Linked DNA regions of Mustela erminea: region 1 is linked to region 2. Evidence: chromatin contacts called from public Hi-C data. All regions are on one chromosome and are shown on one strand. The core of a region is the stretch at or near the end of the contact, and the rest is flanking DNA. Distances in the headings are between cores, read along the strand shown.

The links. A called contact is a pair of places that touch in the nucleus more often than the background predicts.
Region 1: a Hi-C map of skeletal muscle shows a contact between it and region 2, with 9 times the contacts expected there. The contact joins the promoter of TSC22D3 here to the enhancer-like site in region 2. A contact is called at or near these places in 2 of 3 Hi-C or Micro-C datasets (skeletal muscle and spleen).

Annotation. Positions count from the first base shown.
Region 1 is chrX:89,744,928-89,747,990 of mMusErm1.Pri, forward strand. It overlaps TSC22D3 (TSC22 domain family protein 3), which reads right to left and starts at 1,763. Exons shown (of 4, transcript XM_032329662.1): 1 at 1,749-1,763; 2 at 1-105. All of the region lies in intron 3 of NCBP2L (nuclear cap-binding protein subunit 2-like), which reads left to right.
Region 2 is chrX:89,654,311-89,657,797 of mMusErm1.Pri, forward strand. No RefSeq gene overlaps it. Among named protein-coding and RNA genes, the nearest start is that of PRPS1, 54 kb to the left of the region's middle. Within about 2 kb of position 1,496, the one cell type or tissue checked has open chromatin away from gene starts, as enhancers often do.

The DNA of each region.
Region 1 (3,063 bases), core at 513-3,012, 91 kb after region 2:
TTCTCAGGCTCGGGGGCCGTTTGGCCCTCGAGGTCAGGGTCGGCTGGCAGGTGCGCGCCCGCCGGGCTAGCTTGAGGGGACTCCAGGGTGTCTGGAAAACACAAGCTGCGAGAGGAGTTGGAAATTAGCGCCTAAAGCCAGCCACCCTCGGCTCGGCCCCCTCCTGGCTGTGCTGCCCTGGGTGCGAATAGAAACAGCTGGACAAACAGCTCTGAGCGGATCCTTCGGGCTCACTTCCTTCTCTTCCTCCTCCCCCTCCTCTAGAGGCTGGGGCTGCCCGCCCCCCCCTCCCCAGGTGCCACACGCGGCTCTAGCGCAGTCCTAAGTTTCCCAAGTGTGAGCGGGGCTCGGCGGACCTGTGGCAGCAGGAAGGGCGGGCAGCAGGGCAGAGGGAGAGCCAGGGCGCGCCCTCGTTCCCTCCCTCCTTTGCTCCCTCCCTCCCCGGCTCGCTGGCTCTCCCGCTCTCGGGCTCCCCTGGGTTGTGCCGGCTGTGCGGTGGTAGGAGCGGAGAGCGAGTGAGCGAGGGAGCCAGTGAGCGAGTGAGCGAGCTGCACGCCCAGGAGTCAGCACGGGGCTGTGACAGCATGTAAATTACCCCAGGGGGGCCGGCGGTGAGCGCTCCTCGCCGCTTCCCTGGCGGCCGCCTGGGTCCAGCCCCCCAAGCTCCCGCCTCCCTCCCCCCCTCCGCCGCCCGCACCCTTGTGCCCTCGCACCCACACGGCCGCTCGCACCCTGGCCCGCGCTCCCCCAGTCCGCGCGCCTGGCGCTGCCGCCGCTCGGGCTCTCTGGCCGCTCAAGGCGCATCCACCGTCAAAAATCTACTCGCGGTCAGCCGCGGACGCCGCGCCAACCCGGTCTCGAGCTCCGCGGGAGGGCAGATGTTCGGCGTCCCGCCGAGGACGGGTCCCCCTGCAGGAGAGACGCCGCCCGCGCGAGCCCGTCTCGTCGCTGCCTTAACCCTCCGCCCCGCCACCAGCCTATTTGGGGGGTCTGCAGAGAGAGAACCGCTGCCCCCGCGGGGAGTCTGAGAGCGCCCGGCACGCTCTCGCGGTGCCCAGGGGAATGCCTTAAACGAAACTCACGAAAGCACGCTCAAACTCGCCTCGGTTTCTGGCCCCTTCTTCTCCTGATCTTCCCCTCTTTCCCCCACGCGCACACTCCTCTTTTCCCTGAACCCCATCTGAGGCCATCAGTGCCCAGGCTTCAGGGAATGCCAGCTCCCCGGGTGGCTTCCCGCTGCCTTGCCCCTTCTCCCTTCCTGGGCTCGCGTCTCCGTTTGCCCTTCCGTCTCTCGGCACTTCTTCCCCACTCTTTCCCCTTTCTTTCATTTTCTTTCTTCCCCGTATTTCTTTCTTTACCCGTTTCCGCTCCTCTTCCTTTTCTTTCTTGCCCCCCTTCCTTCTTTCTTTCTTTTTTTTTTCCTCCTCGGCATTTCCTCAGTTCTTCCCTCTTCTCCCCCATTCCCCATCTTCCCCCATTCCCCGTCTTCCCCATTACCGTCTTCTCCCCCATTCCCCGGCTTCTCCCCCATTCCCCATCCCCCTTCCCCATTCTCCGTCTTTTTCTTTCTGTCCCCTTCATTTCCCCCATTCGATTTCCCCCCGCGTGTCCCTCGCGTCAGCAACCCACGCTTTCTCCTCGGGTCTGCCCCTTTCTCCTCACTTAACTTATCTTCCCCTACTTTTCCAAGCTTGCTGCCCCGCCTTTTCTGATCCCCGTCTGCCACCTTAGTTGGTCTCTGTCCTCACCCTTTCGAGAGCTGTGGTGAGGAAATGCTCATAGGCACGGGGGTGGCGTGAAACTGCGAGCCGAGGAGTTCTTGGCTCCGAGCAGAGAGTGCTTCTGGGGCTGAGGAAAGGTGAAAGGTCAAATCCGTGGAGAGCGAGGCAGGATGATTCCTTGGGTCACATACCCCTTGGGCTTTTTAAGACGTGGGGAAGGGCTGGGTGGGCAGGACAGGCTTTCAGGGTGGCTCAGGGCTTGGGGAATTGGACTACCCTGAAATGTGGAGGATTCAATAATTATTGGCTCCTGAAAAAAAAATTCCAGATATTCATGATGTTCAGTCTGCACATAAAACTCAGATGGATTTCAGTTTCAGTCAGCGCTCCCCACCCCCCGCCGACTCGCTTTTTTTTCCCCCCCCGTATAAGCTCGTGGCCCTAGCAATAGGGTAGCGTATACTGCCATCTTGTGTTTCAGACCTGGAACATTCCCTGCCTCGGTCACAGAGTTCAAACTCCCGGGAGACCACAGAGGTGCCGCCTAGTGGATTCCTCACTGCATTGGTTCCCAGAGCGGGAGGAAAACGGAGGCAGATTTTACGTAAAAAGGGGCCCCCATGACCGACCTGAACACCCGGACACCAGTCAGGGCTAGGGCCCCCCTCTTTCTGGTGGAGCTTCATTTGCCCGAGTCCCTGCAGATTGGGCTTTCCCTACATTTGAAATTCCCTCTGGGTGCCACAAGGAGCAGCCCTGTGACTAGGAGCAAAGGGCAGCCAAAGAACTCCCCGTTCCCAGGGCCCAGTGGGTCTTGTATGGGGGCCCCACAACTTGCGGAAATGGTGGGAGGGAGGGATGGAGGGAGGGCAGTGCTCTCTCTGCCTTAGGGGCCAGAAAACCAGAAACAAGCTGTATCCCTAGCTCCCAACAAGATCCCAGGATCAGAGATGAAAGTGGCTTTTGGAGATCACTGACCAGACCCGCAGAACTGAGAGCATGGTCCCTATGCTCTCACAGCCTGCTGAGGATTCAGTTTGGTCTCCCAAAAGCCAGTCCTTTATGAAAATGATTATGAAACCAAAGCAATCCTTTAGATGCGTTAATTTCCCCCCCTTTTGTTCTTCTTCCCTTTTTTTTTTTTTTAATGTTCTTGGGTAAAAGCCAGAGGAGGTAGTAGAATATGAAATTTCACAGGCATTGTGCAGACTTATAGCCTACTGAATTGTTTTTTAATTACAGTGTTTATGATTTTCCCTCTTGTTTATAATTATTTTATGTTAAACATTATAACAAAATATATTAGCTCCATAAATGTTTGCTTAAGTTGTGTTTTGAGAAC
Region 2 (3,487 bases), core at 246-2,745:
GAAATGGACTGTGGCTGGAGTAGGAAGGATTTAAGTGGGGGTGGGTAAGAACCTGGTGACCATGAGGAGTGGTGAAAGTGGCAGCCGACAGGCTGAATCTAGCCCTCAGACAGAATTTGTTTGGCCCCAACAGTGTTTTCCAAAATTCTGCATTAGTTGCCAACCTTTTTTAAAAGTGCAAGAATTCACATAAAAACCCAGAGTTCTGGGCTTTTCTTGAAAAAGAAAAATCTATCAACTCTGGACCCACAGGTCTGGATGACAACAAGTGTGGGAGGGGAGTGACGGCTGCTTCTCTTAGAAGGTCTCTAACACTGGTGCTCCTCAAACTGTCAGGTGCTGAAGAAATCTGTTCCAAGGCAGATCCTAATATCCAGAATGGGCAAATCTGGGGAGATAGAAATAGTGGTTGCCCATGGCTGGATGGTGGAGGGAATGCAGACTCATACTGCTAATGGGCATGGGGTTTCTTTTGGGGGTGATGGAAATGCAACCAGGGAGATAGAGGTGGGAATTGCACAAAACTGTAAAAACCACGGAGTCCCACGCTTCAAGAAGGTGAATTCTGAGCTGTGCGAATTGCATCTTGAGAAAGCTGTTCCTTTAAAAGTGGAGATACTGATTCCCTAGGGCTGAGGTGGGGCTGGAGAGTCTGCATTTCTAACAAGCACCCGGGTTCGAGCCACCCTTGCTGGTCCAGGGACCAGCTCTGTGTCATCCGTGCAACCAATGGTTCGCAACCTCTGCTGCATACTGGAACCACCCGGGGCGTTTTTAAAACTACCCTTGTCTGGATCCCAGCCCCACCCCCACCCCCGATTCTGATAATATGAATGCGGGATGAGGCCCCGGGCATCAGAATTTTTGCAGTTCCCCGGGTGACTCTACTTGGCAGCCAAATCTGAGAACCAGCTGTCTTACACCTCGGCCACTTTCCCCTTTCCCGTTAGTTGCTTGGGTGCGCCGGTGGCGTCTGACCCGGGCTCGGCTCCAAACCGCCCCCTACCGCCGTCCCCAATCCCATGACAGCTCTGGGTTTCGGAAGCCTCCCCCGTCCCCCACCCCAGGTCCCTGGCAGGTGGCTGTGGTTCTATTTCCCGGGGCGAGCTAGGGTGAGGGCATTTGTCGGAGGCTCTTGGAAAATCTAAAGAACTCTGATCCTCCCAGGGGCCTCTGGTAAGCAAGCCGGGACTCCCCGGCAACCCAGGTAGAACTGCCCAGCAGCCGCCACCGCCAGCGCTGGCCTCGCCGCCACGCCCTTGTCTGGCGGCCGCATGGCAGCCCACATGCCCGTCCGTTCCCCGCTTCCCCCGGCAGCAGCGCGTGGGAAGACATGTGCTCGTAGGGGAGGGTGAGCACAAGCGCGCGCGGCCGCACTGCCAGGGCTGGAGAGTAGACCGAGAGCCCGCGGCGGCCGCCCTTCCCCAGCAGTGGGCGGAGGATCGGGGCGGGGGCGGGACAGAAGGTGGGCGGGCGCCGGGCGGAGCCCTTCCCCCAGGGCACCCTGGGTAATCTGCGCTGGCGTGCGAGCCTCGCTGAGCGGCCGCCCGGAGCAAGGTCCAGACGTGTGCAAGTCGTTCCAAGTGAAAAGAGGTTATAACCGCAGAAAGACAGAACATTTCGTTCTAAGTGGGAGGAGGACAGCTGGGCAAGGCCACTGGAAAGGCTTCCCCCAGCCAGCCTTGCTTTTACAGGACTGATACCACTTCCCAGATGTTTTAAGCATAACATCTCTATTCCCCCTCCCCTCCGCCCCCCACCCTCGCCACTTACTTGCTTTCTGCAGTCGGCTTGAATGTGCCTATTCGTGTCCTTTTTTTTTTTTTCCCCTCAAGGGCTTGCTTGCCTCTTTTTTTTTTTTTTCCTAGACATTGGAGAGGGTTTAATGAGATTCTACCTAGAAGGTGCCGTAAAAGCTGGGGTAAAGCTGGTGTTAAAGGCTCTCTCGATTGATTGCTGCGGCTCTCCTAATTGATCTAGCACTGCGGACACTTTCTCACTTGATAATTCCTTGGAGGCTCCAGGGCGCCTAAGAGCCTTTGGGGGCCTCTTGTAGTTTGGAGAACAAACAAATGCCTCGCCGCTTGGCTCTCCGGGGCCCTTTCTCCTTTCAAGACTGGCTTGGTCCCCTTGCCTTTTCTGCATATGGTGTGAATTGAGGCACATGGGTGCCTGCAAGAGAGCATAGAGGATGACAGCCCTGAGCTGGGCTGAAGGGCCGCAGGCAGGCAAGACTGTGCAGGAGGTGATCTTTTGAGTTCTTTGAGGCCCCTGTGCCTTCCTTCTACCCAAGAGATCAGAGAACCTGCTGGGGGCAGCCTGTGGCTGTGGCCCCAGGGCAGGCCAACTTTGGACAGAGCAGAGCGGAACATTCTCAGCTCAGTCCCTTGGTGGTGCCTCCCTCCCCACATGGAAAAAACGCTGACAGGGCAGATTCTCAGCATCTCCTCTGCCCCACCAGGCCTAGACAGCCTGCTCTCTGCCCCTGCCCTTTGCCCTCTGGCTCTGGCTCCTTCTCCAACAATGACATAGGAGATAAAAGGCTGAGGTATAGAGGGCAAGTGGCTCTGAATTAGGATGAGAGGCCCCGGGAGAACCACCATCTATGGAGCAAGGACTGAGTTCCTCAGAGAAGGATCCTTGGTTGATGGGGCGGGGGGTAGTTTTCACCAGGCAATGGTGGCCTGAAGGGGATGGTCCTGAGCTGTGACCTTGGGAAAAGAATCTGATGAGGGGCCAGGGAGAACTGTGAGAGGGCATGTAATCAAAGGGGCATAATTATACAAGTTAACATGTATTGAATGGCTTCTAACTGCCAGACACAAGGCTAAATGCTTTACATGGATAATCTCATTTAGCTCTCTCAAGTGCCCTAATTACTACCATTTTACTCACTGGGAATGGAAATTCAGGCTCAGAGAACTTAAGTCACTTGTCCAAGTTCCACAGTGAGTAAGGGGGAGTGAGGCCGAGCACTCAGCTCCATCAGAGTTTGGAGCCACTGCCCTTAGCTAGGCAGCCTCCCTGTGGACAGCATGAAGGCCTCAGATGTTACCAAGGAAGGTTCTGGAAACTCCACCCAAAGGGACCACTGCATCCCGCAAAACCTGGGAAAGACAGAGGGATCTCGGGAAAATTCTCACCCCATCCTCTGTGCCCAACTCTGCAGCCTGTGGCGAAAAGCCTTTCCCTGCTGTCAGCCTCTGGTCCCCGCCTGAGCCATGTGCACATCCATGTGCAACCATGAGGCTCATGGGATAGGGGTGGGACTTGCTGTTGGCACAAGTGCCTGGGTTAGAGGGGAACGAATCAGCACACAGAAGCAGGCTCTGCCTTTTCCACTCTTGAATCCCCAAGGAGCACTAGGCTTGAGCTAGGAGAGTGTTCTAGATGTTCCTGGCCAGGAGAGCTAAGGTGGGGCATCTCTTTCATCAGCTGTGCCAAAAGTCACCCCAGCAAAGACAGCACTGTTTAGACACCTGTTGTT